Regions from separate parts of the Triticum aestivum genome. Here regions 2 and 3 are each linked to region 1. A link is a contact called in public Hi-C data. All regions are on one chromosome and are shown on one strand. Each heading gives the region's core, a stretch centred on a gene start, on an enhancer-like site or on the middle of the called end of the contact. The rest is flanking DNA. Distances are from core to core; before and after follow the strand shown. Region 1 holds the start of LOC123127654 (probable E3 ubiquitin-protein ligase ARI8). Region 2 holds the start of LOC123130668. Region 3 holds the start of LOC123130669 (expansin-B7).

Region 1 (2,700 bases), core at 21-2,520:
GGTACCCTATTTCACAGTTTGAAGCTAGAAGAGTACTTGCATCCCACATAGAAATTTCCATGGACTGTGAGTAAGTAAACACTAAGTAAGACTCATGTATTCACCTAATTAGTATGATCTGCGAATTAATCACCATCTTTTGGCTAGAGCTATCAAATCATACATTAAAAAACTGCCAGCTCCAATGAAACCAGCAAGCTGTAGGAAACCTCCCAAAATCAGATTCAGAAACATACCAATTAGACTGGTATATCCTTGCATCAGGGTAGCATGTCAGTACATGCCTAATACATACTTAGAAGTTTTCCTTTGCATGCTTTCCAACAGTCCTACCCTAAACACCGCTCTCCCTATCATGCTACATTCCATTACCACTTATTACCAGCAACCAAAACTGGAATCATAAAGCAATGTGGCACACTGTGAATTACAAGCTACAACACAAAGTGAATTTCGCATGCCAGGACACCAGTCACAGCTAGCACCTATCCGATAGCCAGAAGTAATTATCGGGAATGCTCGGCTTGTCTTTTCCTACCGTGGGACATAAATAGAACCACCCTCAGGTTTATATAAGCACGTTTCATCCATGGGAAGGACTCTGATCGAGCTCTTCGTCCACGTCAGGCAATCACACAGGCAACCGAAAGCAATATCTAGATCATCCAACCAGTCACATTTCTATCCACTATTTATATATAGTAGTATACGCGAGAGCATTTCTGTCCACATCATCCATCCTATATCGTTAAGGGGCAGACAGAAGCACCGATACATGGCCGCTCCGGCGCTGCTGCATCTCCCATTCCGATTATCTCGAACAAGCAATTTCTATACTGGGACCGACCGGACGCCAATCGATGATCACCTGCTGCCTGTGGGAGATTAGGTCATCCGAGTCATCGGAGTCGCGGTCGGCGAAATCGTAGTCCGCGTCCCCGTCGTCGCTGAGGGCGAGGCCCGCCTCGCCGCCGCTGTAGAAGTCCTCGTCGGCGGAGTCGCGCGTGTCGTCCTCTGAATCCATCGCCGCCACCGGCCGCCGCCGCGCGCGCCGGAGCCTCGAGAGCGACCCGGATCGGGCGGATCGGAGCCGCGCCCCACCGTTTGGAGGGAACAAGCGGCTCGGATTCGGTGGACGGACGGGAGCTGGGAGGAGGAAAGGGGTGGAGCGGAGGAAGACGTGGGGGGAGGAAGAGAGGATGGGTGGGATTCGCTCGGGGGCAGAGGAAGCCTCGAGCTTTCTCCTTCCTTGTTTGTTTCCGCACGTTTTCTTTCTCGCGTGTAATTGCTATTTTCTGCTTCTCTGCTAACAACAGTGCTTTCCAGACGGAACCTTTTCCTTTCATGGGAAGGAATCTTGCGCTGCACCAGAAAGGGAGGTATGAATCTTCACTTCACAAACAGGAGTGCCTCGTCCCTCCGTGTCCGAATACCTCTTTGCCACACCACGCCTCTGGCCAACTCCAACCAGACACCAATCGGACATCCATTTTCTTTGGATTTTGTCCTTTTGAATCGTGTTCGCTCCATATCTAGACTCATTAATCTGGTTCGCATACCTCGATCGCTCTATATCTTTAGATTGCATCATCTTCAACAATTCAGCGTAGTCCGCTTCAACAACCAACGGCAAGCTGGACCAGTGGAGAGCAAGCCGAAGCCCCTCGTCCATAGCTGTCATCTCCGATTCTAGAGGCCCCCCGCAATTGAAGAGTACCCGCTTCGCGGCAAAGATGACTGTGCCTTCATGATCACGTAAAATCATCCCAGCCCCGGTTGTACCATCCTCCTTCAGAAAAGCACCATGAACATTCGGTTTAGCATAGTTCACATCAGGGGGCTTCCATTGAGGCGTGGCTAGTATTTCATGTGTGTTCTTTGACGTGCTTCCCGAGTAATCGATCACCTGCTTGCCCTTTGTCAAGTCCACCTCGGGTGCTGCTATATTGCAAGTAGGGAACTGATATAACTCGATAGGAACCGACGCGAGGCCTTGATCGGGACTGGGGGTTTATGATGCATGATCTCATTTCTTGCATACCAAATCCTCCACGTGATCATCAAGGAAGCAAGCTTCTGTACATCCGGCAGTTTATCAAGCAGACGTAATAACCAATCTGGCTCAGTGTCACGCAGGTCGGCTGGGGTCAGTAGTGCCCAATGCTCTTGCATAGCCTCCCAAAGCGTCGCTGCATGAGGACATATGACAAGAGCATGGTGCACGTTCTCCTTTGCCTGGCCACACAGCAAGCATGTTGAATCTAGTTCAAGGTGTATGTATGTCTTGGTAGCTTGTGTAACTAAGGCCTCTTGGGCAGCTTGCCATGCAAAGATACGTACTTTGGCCGGTGCCCCGTTTTTCCATATCAGGTTCCACACTGAACGTCGTCCGTCCGGCTGGCCGCTCAAGGCGCCGTTATCCTGCTTTGCCATATGTTCCTGCAGACCAAGGTAGTAGGCGCTGCGTACCGAAAAGCAGTTGCGTTTGTCCGGGGCAAGCAAGGAAGTTGGAGTCTAATCTGCTTGAAGCCTTCATCTGAAGGACGCAATCAATGTCTGGCTGATAGAAATGCTGCCGGAGAAGATTTATATTCCATGTACCATCAAGGTTGAGCAGTTGAGAGACCCACTTTAGACGACAATGATGCTTCGGGGTGATCGGTCGTCGAGACTGATCGCGAGGGAGCCAAGGATCTCGCC
Region 2 (2,700 bases), core at 26-2,525, 470 kb after region 1:
ACATGAATGAAGTCAGAAAGAGACGAGACAGACAGGCTGGCTGCGCAATCCGCCCAACGAACCTTATCGCCCTTGCGTCTGTCCTTTTGGTTTTCGGGACTTATCCACACTTTTGATCACGAAAAAAGTGAAAAGGAAAGGAAAGAACGACTCGTACACATACTTCTCTTTTTTGAACAGACCCTGAATCTTATTTAAAATAAGCCAAGCTAATAGGTCTGTTACTACAGTAGTACGTACGTATGTTATGAAACATGCAAAGCAGGGCTTACAAATTCGTGAGCGACAGCGGCACAGCGCCCCATGGACGATCTCACGACTGCCAAGCTAATACATCAGCACGCGGCTGCTAATCCCGCTGTTATTGCAACCAACTGCCGTTGTGGAGGAGCAGGAGCTGGTGTGGGCGCCGGTGGCCCGAATGCCCACGAGCCGGAGGGGGGCGAGCCGTGTGGTGCTGGTGGTGGTGGCGGACGTACGCCGGCGTTGGCCTGGACGACGGGGTGGACGGCGAGAGCGGCGGCGTTTTGGCCCTTGGGAACAGGAACGCCCTTATCTTGAGCGGCTGGAGCCGGTCCCTGCTGGCGGCGTCGTACTCCTCCAGCAGGTGGCCGAGGTCGTCGTTGGTCGTGACGGAGACGAGCGCGTCCAGGTCCTCCGTCGGCAGCTGGCACCGCAGGCTCAACGCCTCCCATCCGCACATGTCCGTCAGCTTCCGTTGCAGCTCTGAAGCGATCGATCGATCCACAGTCAAACAGCTGAACTGGCTGGAGTGCCGGAAACGATCAATGGACAGCAGGAGGCGTCGTTGGTAATAGGCATGTACCGTGAAATTGAAGGGAGCGGTCGACGGAGAGGACGCGGTTGTTGCCGCCGACGTAGCGGAGCGCGCCGTCGGGGTGGCGTGGAAGGATCATGCCCCCGTAGCTGCACAGGAACTTGACGCTGCCCTCTGCAGCTGCCCCGGGGGAACCCGGCTTCACGACGCAGAACACATCGTCGTCATCCAAGGAGCCGAGCGACGACGTGCACGAGCAGGACGACGACCACGAGGACGCGCCCGCCATGCCTTCTTGCCGGCGGTGGACGACACTGAAGCTGCAAGTCGATATCAGTGTTTGAGAACGCAAGAAGCTGTGTGTGTTTCTGTGTGTTTTGGAGCGGTGGCTCCAGCATCCACCTGTACCGTAGCCCCAAGAGGGAAGAATATATGTGCACTCACCCTTGTGGTGTCACCGGTGCATTGAACTTCTGTAGCACATTTTAAAATGTTTGAAAATTTCTAAAGAAAATATCAAACATCAACCCATGTTGTTACAATCAAATTTTAAATATAGCTTAGGGTACGAAAAATCGATATTGAGTAATATATAACACAAGTTGGGCTTTGAATTTGATCCATTATCTCTATTGATAATAAATCCCGCAGATAATCTCAAGCTATGTTTCGATTTTTGATTTGAAATTTTCTGACAACATTGGTTTATGTTGTGTCAATGAGCTATTCTTTTTTAATTTTTTTAAACGTTTTAAAGTGTGTCATTGGTGCACCGGTAGCGCCATAAAAATGGATGCATTGAATACATTTTCAAGCTGCTTGAAGCCTTCGGCGGAGCCACTGGAGTCCTGGAAATTTTTTATCTGTTTTGTCATGGATGATCCCTACTCTAAACCTTCGCATGGTCACTGTGGCCCAAAGGGGTATGAGGCGTAGGGCAGTGTTTGGTTGGATGCCTGACCGAACTTGTTTGATCTGACCACCTCCCTAAAGCGAGAGCAACTAACTAAAGGTTATCCCCTACGGGGACCTTCAGAGGTCATTTTGGATGCCCTGGGGGCACGTTTAGCCGCTATCACATGTCGCGTGCTAGGCGCTCCCTCTCAATTTTAAATTTTTTCTGTATGAGTTTTTGGGTTTTAGTTGGCTTTCTTTTTTGTTTTCGTCTAGTTTTTTCTAGGTTTTGGAGAAGACAAAAATCATGGAGTTTTTTTTTTTGCATGGAAAAAATTATGCTTCCACGGGATGTGCTTCTCAAAAATGAAAAAAATATGTGCTTTCATGAGAAGCACAAAATTTGCTTTTCGTTGAGGCATAGATTTGCTTCTGCGAAGAGCACGTATGTGTTTTGGGGCCAAAATATAGGCTTTCACGCGAAGCACATATTTGTTTCTCATGGCGGCACTGATTTGCTTCCGTGAGAAGCACAAATGTATTTTTTTGGGCAAAAACATGCTTCCACAAGAAGCACAGATTTGTCCTGTGAGGAGGACACAACTGGGAAAGAGAAAAAAATATACGCAATGCTCACTACTAGGGAAAACCCTAGCAGTAGCGCTGGTTTTGTGCTCACTAGTAGCGCGGGTAGGCGCGCTACTAATAAGGCGCTACAGCTATTGCTTAGCAGTAACGCGTGCCGCACGCGCTACTGCTAGGACAAATAGCTGCAGCGCTTGTTCACTCCCACGCTGCTGCTAATGTAACTACTGGCAGCGTGTTTTCTTTCCATCGCTACTAGTATTGTTTTTTTATTTTTTTTATTTTAGTGTATTTATGTGCCATCGTACAAATATTGGTACAATACCAATTATGAGATTTACATCATTATGTCCATAACAGTGTGTCAAATGAAGATGGATTAGGTTCAAGTGGAGGCAATATGTGGTGCATGTCAAAAGTATACTACTAATCCAAACTTGATC
Region 3 (2,700 bases), core at 104-2,603, 490 kb after region 1:
CTTTGATCCTCCTCCAATTCATCTATCACGACGGATTAGATGGAACGCCGACGTAGATTTCAGCCAGGTCCTCGGGGTGTCGATGTCAGGGTTTCTCGTCATGTGTATGTGATGGTGAGATCTGATGCCAGGTTCTTTGGATCGGTTCAAGGGCTCAACGGCGGCTCCAAGAAGTTGGTCTTTAGAAGCACATGCACAAAGACTTTCCACCTGTCGTCGATAAGGTTAGGCCAACTCGGATACGGGAGCGGCGACAACGGCGCGTCGACGGGCAACAGCAATGGTCGTTCGGTGGTTCAGGGGCCTCGTTGTCATTTTTATTATGTTTAGGATGCTCTGTACTTCTAATGAACCTTTACAATAGATTTGAGTCATTTTTGCAAAAAAAAAATTACTCTGGTTAAAAAAAAGGGTCATGGAGGTTTGTGTCTTGCAGAGTCGATTGTCTGGATCTAGTGTGTCATGTTGCTTATGTTGGTTTGGCTATTTGTTGAAATCTTACCTCGACACTATGGCAATGATCTTGTGATTCAACTTGTTTGCACTGCCCATCTTCCTCAAATACGTTCGTCGCTTATGACTTTTCAACTTTTTGTACGAGTGATTCAAGGGCTTTCGGAAAGTTTTATTGCATTTCACCTTCAAGGATTAATACCACAAAGAAGATGTCTTTAAGAGGTTTCATTATAATTACTAAATGCAAGAGCTACTTTGTAGTTTTTCTAATACTGTATCCAGATAATTACATTTGTACTATTTGTGAATTTACATGTATTAAAGGAAAAGGTGAACTGACTATTATACATCCAACATTGTATCTTTCGATGTTCCTTTTTTCTGCTGATATTTCGATGCTTCGTTAGTACTCCCTCTATCCCAAAATATAAGAACGTTTTTAATACTACACTACTGTCAAAAATGTTCTTATATTATGGGACCAAGGGAGTATGTCACTGGATACTCGTGTTTTCATACCATTTCACCGGTATCTTGTACGTAACCACTATCCTATTTTCGTATCATGCCCTGATCCTCTGGCGACGCGCACGTAACTTTCAGCTGGGCATTTTCATAGCACTAGTTTGGTATTTTCGCGGTACATGAATACACAAGCTCGTCACTGATTGCAAGACGGGTCATGTGGCTGTAATTGCTACGACTTCCGTACAAAACGCCAAGAAAAAGATGCCTCTATGGTCTGCAATCGGCATGGTGATATGCTGGCTGCAGGCATAAATACATGGAGGAAGCACCTGTAATGCAGCATGTATGTATGGTTGATGATTTTTAAAAGCAGAGAGAATTGCATCCCGTGATCACGGGTAATGGTGTATAGCAGCCAGTTGGGCGAGTCCCGCCGTCCACATGTGAACCGGCCCTGCCATCACGCCTGGCTCCTCCTTTCTCCATCCGCCATCTCCGTTCATTCATTCCCTCGCCCTTTTCCTCCTTTTGATTTGATCTGGTAGACGAAGAAGAAGCTTAGCACTTGAGTTGCCGGCCTATAAATTCACACGCGCCCCACCAACTGCATCAAGCCATTAACCAGCAAAAGCAAGCGATGGCAGCGGCCTCCGCCTACGCCGTTGCGGTCGCTCTCTTCTTCCTGCTCGCCGCCGATGGCTGCTGCGCCTGCTTTTGGTTTCTGCCTGCCATATTCTGCCCCGGACACTCCCCTACACCTACACCCGCCCCCGCTACCCCCACCCCCAGCCCCGGCAGCGGCGGCAGCGGCACCAACGTCGACGGCGGGGGCTGGCTCGACGCCAGGGCCACCTGGTACGGCGCTCCCGGCGGCGCCGGGCCGGACGACAATGGTGGCGCGTGCGGGTTCAAGAACGTGAACCTGCCGCCGTTCAACGCCATGACGTCGTGCGGTAACGAGCCGCTCTTCAAGGACGGCAAGGGATGCGGCTCGTGCTACCAGGTCAGCTACTGTGGCCGACATTGCAGTTGCTTGACACTGACGGTAGAGTGCTTGTCGTTTCGTTTGTTTTTCCAAGCTGATGGATCTTGGATTGTTGCGCTGCGTTGCGTGCAGATAAGGTGCGTGGCTCACGCAGCGTGCTCCGGCATCCCTGAGACGGTGATCATCACCGACATGAACTACTACCCGGTGGCCCGCTACCACTTCGACCTCAGCGGCACCGCCTTCGGCGCCATGGCCAAGGACGGCCGAAACGACGAGCTCCGCCACGCCGGCATCATCGACATGCAGTTTAAGAGGGTGCCGTGCCAGTACCCGGGGCTGTCGGTGACGTTCCACGTGGAGCAGGGGTCGAACCCGAACTACCTGGCCATCCTGGTGGAGTACGAGAACGGCGACGGCGACGTGGCGCAGGTGGACCTCATGGAGTCGCGGCCGGACAATGGTGAGCCGACGGGGGTCTGGACGCCGATGAGGGAGTCGTGGGGATCCATCTGGCGCCTGGACACGCACCGCCCGCTGCAGGGGCCCTTTTCTCTGCGGGTCACCAACGAGTCCGGCAGGTCGCTCGTCGCCGAGCAGGTCATCCCAGCCGACTGGCAGCCCGACACGGTGTACAGCTCCCTCGTCCAGTTCGATTGACCCCTCCCGCTCATCCATGCACGTCCATGCATGGGTTAGTCGTGCCAATTAAGCTAGCTGAGACGTCGCTTGTGACGTCCGGTGTGTGTCGTCTTCGTGTGCTAGCTACGTGTTCTCTCTCGTAGCGCATA

Evidence for each region. Hi-C and Micro-C count contacts between places; a contact is called where the count stands out from the background.
Region 2: a contact with region 1 is called in a Hi-C map of leaf, with 5 times the contacts expected there. The contact joins the promoter of LOC123130668 here to the promoter of LOC123127654 in region 1. A contact is called at or near these places in 3 of 5 Hi-C or Micro-C datasets (all in leaf).
Region 3: a contact with region 1 is called in a Hi-C map of leaf, with 6 times the contacts expected there. The contact joins the promoter of LOC123130669 here to the promoter of LOC123127654 in region 1. A contact is called at or near these places in 2 of 5 Hi-C or Micro-C datasets (both in leaf).

What each region holds. Positions count from the first base shown.
Region 1 is chr6A:401,533,650-401,536,349 of IWGSC CS RefSeq v2.1, forward strand. LOC123127654 (probable E3 ubiquitin-protein ligase ARI8) reads right to left here and starts at 1,271. Exons shown (of 15, transcript XM_044547420.1): 1 at 869-1,271. The coding sequence starts at 1,024.
Region 2 is chr6A:401,999,750-402,002,449 of IWGSC CS RefSeq v2.1, forward strand. It overlaps LOC123130668, which reads right to left and starts at 1,276. Exons shown (of 2, transcript XM_044550499.1): 1 at 827-1,276; 2 at 10-726. The coding sequence starts at 1,067. The coding sequence ends at 362.
Region 3 is chr6A:402,021,351-402,024,050 of IWGSC CS RefSeq v2.1, forward strand. It overlaps LOC123130669 (expansin-B7), which reads left to right and starts at 1,354. Exons shown (of 2, transcript XM_044550500.1): 1 at 1,354-1,927; 2 at 2,042-2,700. The coding sequence starts at 1,562. The coding sequence ends at 2,569.